2 separate regions of the Macaca mulatta genome follow, and region 1 is linked to region 2. A link is a contact called in public Hi-C data. All regions are on one chromosome and are shown on one strand. Each heading gives the region's core, a stretch centred on a gene start, on an enhancer-like site or on the middle of the called end of the contact. The rest is flanking DNA. Distances are from core to core; before and after follow the strand shown.

What was found. Hi-C and Micro-C count contacts between places; a contact is called where the count stands out from the background.
Region 1: a contact with region 2 is called in a Hi-C map of fetal cortex germinal zone, with 2.5 times the contacts expected there. The contact joins the promoter of ZFP36 here to the promoter of PAK4 in region 2. A contact is called at or near these places in 3 of 14 Hi-C or Micro-C datasets (cortical neurons, fetal cortex germinal zone and liver).

What each region holds. Positions count from the first base shown.
Region 1 is chr19:50,501,359-50,506,521 of T2T-MMU8v2.0, reverse strand. It overlaps ZFP36 (ZFP36 ring finger protein), which reads right to left and starts at 1,510. Exons shown (of 2, transcript XM_015123904.3): 1 at 1,427-1,510; 2 at 1-617. The coding sequence starts at 1,468. All of the region lies in intron 1 of GMFG (glia maturation factor gamma), which reads left to right. It overlaps LOC144337494 (a long non-coding RNA gene), which reads right to left. Exons shown (of 2, transcript XR_013410679.1): 1 at 3,642-5,163; 2 at 2,127-2,872.
Region 2 is chr19:50,213,671-50,218,725 of T2T-MMU8v2.0, reverse strand. PAK4 (p21 (RAC1) activated kinase 4) reads right to left here and starts at 1,950. Exons shown (of 8, transcript XM_077982687.1): 1 at 1,817-1,950. It overlaps LOC144337489 (a long non-coding RNA gene), which reads left to right and starts at 2,071. Exons shown (of 3, transcript XR_013410674.1): 1 at 2,071-2,138; 2 at 2,387-2,432.

The DNA of each region.
Region 1 (5,163 bases), core at 261-2,760, 290 kb before region 2:
GAGAAGGAGCTGGAGGACAGGGAAGGGCCGACCAGGCCTGGTGGTGGTGGTGAGGTCCGGCGGCCAGAGGGCAGGCCGGAGAAGCTGATGCTCTGGCGAAGCACAGGAGGGTGGCCCGGGGCCGCCAGGTCTTCGCTGGGGTTGTGGATGAAGTGGCAGCGAGAGCCATAGGGGCAGCGGCCCTGGAGGTAGAACTTGTGGCAGAGTTCTGTCTTGTACTTGGGGTGGCGATTGGCCTGGCGCAGCTCGCCCAGGCCATGGGCAAACTGGCACTTGGCCCCGTAGCGGCAGCGTCCACTCTCTGAGAAGGTCCGACATAGCTCAGTCTTGTAGCGCGAGGGGGTGGTGGAGGTCGCAGTGGGCGAAGTGGGTGAGGGTGACAGCTCGGGGCCCAGGCGGGGAGCCAGCGGTGCGAAGCCAGGGGGTGGGGGCACCCAGCCACAGCTGCGGCCTTCTACCAGGCTGGTGGAGCGGCCAGGCAGGCGGGAGGTGACCCCAGACGGGCTGGAGTCGGAGGGGCTCAGGCTCCAGAGTCCCGAGGAGCCCCAGCCTGGGCTGGACTCAGTCCCTCCATGGTCGGATGGCACCGGCACGTCAGGGCTCAGCGACAGGAGGCTCTGCGGAAATGGGTCGGTTAAGGTACCCGAAAATGCAGGGCGACGCCCCACCCCAGCTGCAGGGAACTAGAGCTTGCCAGGCCGGTTTGTGGGCTCCTGGCCTGAGCCCCACCCGCCTGCAAAAACCCCTGGGTTCCGGATGCCAGGAACCCAGATTTGGAGGTTCTGAGTTTACCCACGACCGAGGCCTTATCCCGAGGGACCCAGGAATCCCGGCTTTCCCGGCTGGACCAAGAGGGGGCCCCGAAGTCAGGGCACACCACTTTTTCCCAATTTTGGGTCTCTTGCCCTCCCCAGATATGACCCACGCGTCAGGATCTCCAGTTTCACAACTGGAGGAACCGGGCAAAGTTGACCCAGGAGTCCGGATGGCTTCGGTTTTAGGGTTCTCAGAGAACTACGGTCAGGGACTGGAGACACAGAAGTCGGATCCCCCCAACCCTGAGACTTCAGCCCCAGAGACGCCTCCGCGCAAAACCACGCCCTCAGCAACGACTAGGGGTGAGCCAGGTGTGGGGGCCACTTCCGCCTCCAGGCAGCCTAGGTCTGAGAAAAGTTCTCCGACTTTCCACTCGCACGGGCCGCCCCACCCATGTTTGGGCCAAGAGCCGGGAGTCGTGGGCTCCATTTTCACCTCCAAATCACCAAGCTGGTCTGAGCGGGAGGCAGGGGCCCCAGGCTGGAGGGCAGGGCGCTAGGAAGCCCCAGTTGGAGAAGAGAGGCAAGCGTCCCGGGATGGAGTTTGCGGCGCTAGAGAGCTGGGGAGTCAAGTGTGCAGGTACCGGGGGTGCCGTGCGGTGGGGACTCACCTCGTAGATGGCAGTGAGATCCATGGTGTAGCGGTTGGCCATTAGAGGGGAGTCGGCCGAGAGTCGGAGCGCTGAAGTCAGGCTGAGGCTGGCAGGGAGAGCCGGCTACTTAAACAGCAAGCACGGGGCGGGGCCTGGGCCAGGGGCGGGGCAGGAGGGGCGCTTCCCGGACGCGCGCCCCGGGCGCAGCCCGGCTGGCCCTGGACTGGTTCCCTTCCGCCCGGCCCTGGGCCAGGACGCGCCTGAGCTTGGCCGGTGGACAGCCGCGACCGGGCGGGGAGTGCGTGGGGAAAGGGTGGGGGTCGGGGTGGGGGTGCGGATCGGGGGGGCGCCTGCCCAGTTTTCAAAGCTGGAGACTGAGGCGTGTAGAAGGAAACTGGGGCGGAGGTGGGGGCAGGGCTTCAGGGGCAATTGACAAGGGCAGAGGCCCGATGGGGGTGCGCGTGCGACACAGACGGACGGGGGCGGGGAGAGACACGCAGAGGGGTACAGACAGACAGGGAGAGAGGCAGAGAGAAAAACAGAGACACACACACACCGAGAGACACATACAGGGAGAGATAGGGTGAGCAGGGGAGGGACGGTGGGGAGACAGAGACAGTCCCAGAGACAGATTCAGAGGGAGAAGAGGGTTGGGAGGATCACAAAAAGAAACAGAAAGGGGCTGAGCGCAAGTGGTTTACGCCTGTGATCCCAGCACTTTTTGTGTTTTTCTTTCTTTCTTTCTTTTCTTCATTATTATTTTTTTGAGAGACGGGGTTTCCCTATGTTGCCCAGGGTGATCTTCGCCTCCGCCTCCGAGACTGAAGGGATCCTCCCACCTCGGCCTCCCAAAGAGCTGGAATTACAGGTGCGAACCAGCAAGCCCGGCCAATCCCAGTACTTTGAGAGGGTGAGGCAGGTGGAGTACCTGAGATCAGGAGTTCAAGATCAGCCTGGGCAACAGTGAGATCCCATCTCTACAAAAAATACTATTTAAAAAAATTAAAAAGAAAAACTGGACAAAAAGGAGAAAGACTGTGAGAAACAAGCACTTACAGAAAGAAATCTGCCAAGCAAAGTGCCAAGAAAGAGCCGGCAGGCCTTGGAGGGGAATTCTCTGAGAACTGCCTGCCTTGTGTTGTCTCACTCCTAAACAGCCCAGACAGATGAGACCAGAACTGCTCTCCCTCTCCCCACTTGCTGGGGTTGGGTGGGTGAGTGAGTGGGTTGGGGTCCAGGATACCTAGCAAGGCTGAAAAGGGGCCTCCTTTCCCAAGTCACAGGGCGGCTCTAGCCCCTCATCCTCAGGCAGATGATCTCTTCTAGGCTGAGTTAAGGAGAACTCACCTAGGCTGAGTTCTAAATGCTTTACGCACATTCATCCTAATGCTAGGTGGTATGCCTATTTAAGGCAGGAGGAAACCAAAGTGAAGTTACTCTCCTGCCCGGCTCACACCTGTAGCCCTAGCACTTTGGGCACCCAAGGCGGGCGGATCACGAGAGCTCAGGAGTTGGAGACCAGTCTGGGCAACATGGTGAATCCCCGTTTCTACCAAAAATACAAAAATTAGCTGGGTGCGGTGTCACACGCCTGTGGTCCCGCTATTGGGGGGCGGGGAGGGAGCAGGCTGTGGTGGGAGAGTCGCTTGAACCCAGGAGGCGGAGGTTGCATGAGCTGAGATCCCGCCACTGCACTCCAGCCTGGGCCACAGAGTGAGACTCCCTCTCAAGGGGGTAATAAACGTTACTCTTCTAGTTCGAGCTAGCAAACGGCAGAGGCCTCCTACCAGGGCCTGAAATTATGTTGAGGTTTGCCCTCTAAGAAAACTCAAGATTGGCAAGGTGGAGGTCTTTCACCATAATGGATGGTTGCATTGATTGAAAGCTGTTTTAAGCTTTCAAAAAGAAAAAAAAAATGGGTCATCCTCAGTTGATGGCTGGATGGGCCTCTTATAGTGGGGTGTGCCTTCAGACTACATTTTCCTTTTTTTTTTTTTTTTTAAATTTTGAGACGGAGTGTTGCTCGGTCACCCAGGCTGGAGTGCAGTGGGGAGATCTCGGCTCACTGCAAGCCCCGCCTCCCGGGTTCACGCCATTCTCCTGCCTCAGCCTCCCGAGTAGCTGGGACTACAGGCTCCCGCCACCATGCCTGCTATTTTTTTGTATTTTTAGTAGAGACGGGATTTCACTGTGTTAGCCAAGATGGTCTCGATTTCCTGACCTCGTGATCCACCCGCCTTGGCCTCCCAAAGTGCTGGGATTACAGGTGTGAGCCACCGCGCCCGGCCCAGACTACATTTTCAAGGATCATTCCCCACACTGGCACATCTTTTGTTATCCAAGGGTTGCCCTAAGTGAAAACCCTCTTAAGATCTTGAAAGACAATTTATTTTTTAAGGGGTGTTGGAGAGCTGGCTGCCCTGAGTGAAAATGCGGGGGTAGAAATCATTGCCACAGTGCGCAGTTATAATGGTGGAAAGTTCATTCTTGCAGGCTGCGGGCTTGTATTAAGGTGGGGAGATTCTGCCAGGCTCCACGTCGACCTGCTTCGTCTGAGAGCGGCGGGGGGGAATCCCTGATGCGGCGCTTGCTGAGGGGCCTTCCCGGGCCGGTCTCGTGAGCTGGGCGGGCCGCGGGCGGCTCTGGCACGGTTGTGGCCTCCTGCTCGCCTGTGACTCACTCGCAAGGGGCGGGGGAGTGGGGGCTTCCTGTAAGCCGTGACGAGGAGGTTCAGCCCGGACACTCGGGTTCCTCTCCTGTAACCAGGGCTCCCGTCTCCTGTAAACAGAGCCCCGAGGATAACGGGGAAAAAGGGGGGAGGAGGGGGACCTGGGACCCGCCTCTCGGCCGAGCTCCAAATCCTTACACAGCTTATAGGACTGAGGCGGGGAAAGGGGAGTGGGGGGCACCCTTGGGTCTGCGGAGCCCGGCTCAGCTCGGGCTGCGATCGATCCTGGAGGAGGGATTCCAGTTTCTACTCCCTGGATACTGGGAGCATTTCCCATCCCTGAGTCAGCCTGTCCCCCTCCTCTCTCCATCTGCTGAGTCATCGCCCCGAGTCAGGACTTTTGGGATAGGGCCATTCTCAAAGGAGGGGGATGCTTTGCTCGCAGAAGGACTGGTCTTCCACCTCCCCAAACCCACAGACCTGGGGACCCAGGAGACCAAGGCCTCAGTCCCTCCTCCCTCGCAGTAACCCAGGGGCCTGAATCCCCAGCCCCTCCTCCCTCAGACTCAAGAGTCCAGGCCCCCAGCCCCTCCTCCTTCGGATCCAGGGGTCCAGGCCCCTAACCCCTCCTCCCTCAGACCCAGGGATCCAGGCCGTCAGTCCCTCCTCCCTCAGATCCTCAGGCCCCCCCCTGAGACCCCAGCCCCTTCTCCCTCAGACCCAGGGGTCCAGGCCCCCAGCTCCTCCTCCCTCAGATCCAGCGGTCCAGGCCCCTAACCCCTCCTCAGACTCGGGAGACCCCCAGCCCGTCCGCCCTCAGATCCAGGAGCCCAGGCCTTCAGCCCTCCCCGCAGGTCTCGGGCGTCCCAGGCCAGGAGGAAGTTCATGGCAGGACTCCTCCCTGCTCCCCACGTAGCCAGCGGGAAAATCCGCAGCCCCAGCGGCGGCCGGGAATCCCCTCTGGAATGACGGTGGGGAAGGGGATGGCCGGGGTCCCCCGCGGGGCGCTGGGGCCAGTCCTGGGCGGGCGAGAAGAGAAGGAAAGGGGCGGAAACCAGAGAGGCTAAAAATACAGCCAACACTTCCT
Region 2 (5,055 bases), core at 701-3,200:
CACCACCGTTTGTAGAGACGTAGCCTCGTGTCACTGGCTTGGGGGCTGGTTCCACTGTGCTCCAACCAGGGGACTGAGTGCCCTCTGAGGCTAGGGGCTCTGCGGGTCTCGTCCGCTGCCACACTCCAGCACCCAGCATACTGCCCAACAGTCAACCCCCAGCAATGTCGCATCCTCTGCAGGCCAGGCAGGGCTTCGTGGGGACCGAGGCAAGGAACCCCACAGAGCAATTCCACCACGCACCCTAATAATTAAGGTAAGGAGGGAGGGAACGGCTGGGCAGATGAGAGAACAAGAGCCTGCAGAAAGTGCGAGCCAGGGTGGTCCCGGGCCAGCTGAGAGTGAGCGACCTGTCAGTGAGAGAGGGCAGGGTGGGGAAAGGATTCCCAGCAGAAGGAACAGGAAGGTCAAAGATCGGGTGGCAGGCATGGGCCTGGGCTGGGGAGAAATGGGCAGAGCCTTAGGAAGTAAGGTGGGCGTGACTGAGGACCACAGCGAGAGCTTAGGGTTTTAAGAACAGTGAACACCCAGCTCTGCCCGCGGTACCACCCAGGGACACCCTCCCCAGTTAGAAGCCCATCCGACTCCCTCACTGGGACTCCAGACCACCCACAAACACTCCACTCCCATAGGCCCACGGGAATCTGCCCTGCCAGATCACCCCTTCCAAGGAAACCAAGCTGACAATCCCATAGGCCCAGGGAGTGGCCCAGCCCTGCCCAGCCCCCTGCTTCCAGGAGAGACCTAATGGCCAGCACCGGACAATGTGGCGACCAGCAGCAGGAGCCCTGGCATCACCCAGGCCCAGCTTCGATTAACTCTGCCTTCAGCAGAAACTTCTGAGCCTCACTTTTCCCGTCTGTAAAATAGGTTCATGTTGAGCAGTCACTTCACAAGATTGCAGCAGGGGTGAAATACGACCAGGCACACAGGGCGTGGAGCACAGTGTGAGCCCTCATTAAACATTAACCGACATTATGATGATTTGAGAGGCGGTCGGCCAGAGCAGGGCTCTGGGCCAGAACCCCAGAGTTAGAATCCCAGCGCACAACTTACGCATCGGGTGACCTTGGGCAAATCACTTAACCACTTAACCTCTTAATACCAGGTTAAGACCCCCTAAGACTGTGGTGAGGACTGAATCAGCTAATACAAGTAAAGCGTTAAAAAAAGGGTCTAGCCCATAGTAAGTGCTTCATGAGTGTTTGCCATTATTATTTGTGGGAGAGTTCCCCCTTCTCCTGCCACCAGGAAGCATCTCCGACCCCGCCCCTGGATGCCCCGCCCCCCCGTCCCCTGCAATACGCCCTCCTTGGGTTTTAATTTTTGACTCTGGGAAACAGCTGCCCCGCTGTCAGATTCTCACCTTTGCACCTTCTAGGCACGCCCCAGCTTTGAACCCCTAAAAGACGCCCCCGAACCTAAAACTCATTCATCTGCTCCGCTGGGGGCAGCTTTAAACCTCCAACCTGGGGCCCCTGGGGCTGAGGCCTCTGACCCTTGTAGAGGCAGCCTCACCTCAAATTATTAACTTGGACCCCATCTTTTTTGAGACTCGCCCAGATCCCCTCGAACGCGCCCCTACTTCGAATTTCAAACTTTGCACTCCCCTTCGCCACGCCCCCTTCGCTGGTTTGACCTCCGACCTCCACTACAACTCCCTCCAGACTGCGTTAACCCCCGACCCCTCGGACGCGACCCTTCCCTCCACCAGTGAACTTTGACCCCAGCGGCCCCGCCCCCCTCCTCGCGGAAACGCCGTCTCTCCGCCAGCGCCCGGCCCACTGCAAGCCCCTGGCCGAACCCCTTATCCTACCGGCTCGGCGCCGCAGTCGCTCGCGGCCTAGCTGCTCGGCCTGGAACTCCGCGCCCTCGCGCCTCCCTCAGCTCGCTTGCGCCGCCGCCACCGCGGATACTGCCGCCGCCATGTTGAATCCCCAACGAACATCCGGGGTTTTCCCCGCTCACCGCCCACCAGTCCCCATAGCAACGAGGCTGACCGGGCAGTGGGCAGGATCAGCGCGGGGGCGGAGTCGGGCGCCTCTCAGGGCCCGCTCCAGCCTCCGATTAGTGCAGAGCGTCCAATCGGAAACCTTCGTGCAGAAAATGCCAAGCGGGGATTGGAAATTTTGGAAAAGGTGCGGGAAGGCTGGCTCCCAGCCCACTGAAGTCCTTAAAGGGGAAATGACTGTTTTCGTGTGATACCGATTTTCTAACTTCCCCCCAGAAGGAGTTTAGGGGCTGGGAGAGAGTAATGAGTTAATAATGGGCAGAAACAGTTCTTAAGCACTTACTAGGAGCCAGGCACCTGGACAAGTGCTTTACTTGCATTTTCTCGCTGCATATACAACCCTGTGGTATAATATCATTAATATCCGTTTTACAGATAAAGAAACTGAGATTCAGAGGGTGAAATAGCTGGCAGAAAGAAGGTAATGAGTTTTGAACGCTGGTCTGTCTGAGCCCGGTAACCTAATACTGTTTGATCTTAAATTTTAAAATACGTTTTTACAAAGTAATTAGTCAAAATATTAGAAACAAACACCAGACATCTTCTTTTTAAAATTTATTTTATTTTATTTGTACTTATTTATTTATCTTGAAACGGAGTTGCCCTCTTGTTGCCCAGTCTGGAGTGCAATAGCTCGATCTCAGCTCACTGCAACTTCTGCCTCCCGGGTTCGAGAGATTCTCCTGCCTCAGCCTCCTGAGTAGCTGGAATTACAGGCGCCCACCACCACGCCCGGATAATTTTTTGTATTTTTAGTAGAGAGAGCGTTTCACCATGTTGGCCCGGCTGGTCTCGAACTCTTGACCTCAGATGATCCACCCGCCTTGGCCTCCCAGAGTGCTGGGATTATAGGCATGAGCCACCGCACCGGCCTTTTTCTTTCATTTTTAGAGAGGGTTTTTCCGTGTTGGCCAGGCTGGTCTCGAACTCCTGGGCTCAAGCTATACTCCCGCCTTGACCTCCCAAAGTGCTGGGATTGCAGGTGTGAGCAAAGGCGCCCCGCCAGACAGCTCTCCTCCTGGATCTTAGTCACTGGACTCTAGCCTTCATGCTGTTCCTGAACTCTGTCAGGTGCGCTCTCACCTCAGTCTTTGCATTGGCTGTTCCTCTGTCGGTTACATACTCTTCCCCCAGGTATCCTTATCTCTCCCTTCCTCCCTTTTTTCAGGGCTTTACACAGATGTCACTTTCTCTGTGAAATAATTCCCTCGCCCACCCTAAGGAAAGCAGCAAACATCCCTCTCATATACTACCAAACCCTGTCTGCTTTTTTCTTATTTCTCGTTGCTAATTGTAGTTATTGCCTGTTGGTGGTCTCCTCTGCTGGAATGTCAGCCCCATGACAACACGGATTTCTGTCTTTGTTCACTGCTGCATTCCCAGCGCCCTGGCACCGTTGACATGTAGATGCTCAGTAAACATTGGTGGAAGGGATGTTTGAATGAGTGGTAATTCCACCCCTTCAGAGATATCAGAGATACTCTTAAATGTTTGGTGCTTCTCCTCTGCCCCAGAACAGCCACATAGTAGGCATTTAATTAATTTCTATTAATGTCTGTGGCAATAATGAATGAATGATTGAACGATGAGTTAATGAATGAATGATTGAATGAGTTAATTTTTCTTTATGTTTACCTACCCTTTTTCTTTTTATTTGTTCATTCTTTTTTTTTTTTCTCTCTCTCTCTCTCTTTTTTTTTTTTTTTTTTTTTAGGTAGGTGTTTTATTCTGTCATTTAGGCGGGGTTGCAGTCTGAAACTCCTGGGCTCAAGTGATCCTTCCACCCCAGCCTCTCAAGTAGCTGGGACTACAGGCATATGCCACCACACTGGCTAATTTATTTTCCCCCTCCTCTCCCGGTCCTTCCCCTCCCCTTCCCGTCCCTCCCCTCCCCTTCCCTTCCCTTCCCTTCCCTTCTTTCAGAATCAGAATCTCACTTTGTCACCCAGGCTGGAGTGCAGTAGCATGATCTTGGCTCACTGCAACCTCCGCCTCTGGGGTTCAAGCAACTCCTGGGTGCCTGCCACCATGCCCGGCTAATTTTTGTATTTTTAGTAGAGATGGGGCTTTCCCATGTTGACCAGAATGGTCTCGAACTCCTGACCTCAAGTGATCTGTCCACCTTGGCCTCCCAAAGTGTTGGATTACAGGCATGAGCCACTGCATCCGGCTTGGCTAATTTCCTTAATTTTTAGTAGAGACAGGATCTCGTTGTGTTGCCCAGGCTGGTCTTGAACTCCTGGCCTCAAACAGTCCTCTCACCTTGGCCTCCCAAAGTGTTGGGATTGCAGGTGTGAGCCACCATGCCTGACCCCTTTTCTCTTTTAACAGAATTGGACATATACATTTGTAAAGAATGTTGTGTCTTTTATTTAATTTATTTTATTTTATTTTTTTTTTTTGAGGCAGAGTTTTGCTCTCCTTGCCCAGGCTGGAGTACAATGGCATGATCTCAGCTCACCACAACCTCCGCCTCTCAGGTACAAGCGATTCTCCCTCCTCAGCCTCCCGAGTAGCTGAGATTACAGGCATGTGCCACCACGTCCAGCTAATTTTGTATTTTCAGTAGAGACGGGGGTTTCTCCATGTTGGTCAGCCTGGTCTCGAACTCCTGACCTCAGGTGATCCTCCCCCCTCGGCCTCCCAGAGTGCTGGAATTTCATGTGTGAGCCACCGCGCCCGGCCTAGAATGTTGTGTCTTTTAAAACACAAGATTGTAAATATCACCAGTGTCTTTCCATGTCATTAAATATTCTTCAAGAAGATTAGTTTTAATGACTGCGTAAGATGCCATCCTATCAATGAACTTGAATTTGTTTAATCACTGTCCTTTTGAACATCTATGCTGTAGTACCTTGCCATTATAAATAACCATCCTCCCTGTCACGCAACATCCAAGCAGCTAAATATTTGTGCCCGTCTCTAATTATTTCCTTGTGCCTGTCTCTAATTATTGTTCCTACTGCAAATGAAACTTCTGGGTCAAGGAGAAGGTCTATTGAGAAGGTCTTCTCAATATCTTTAAGAATTAAGAATAGTAACTG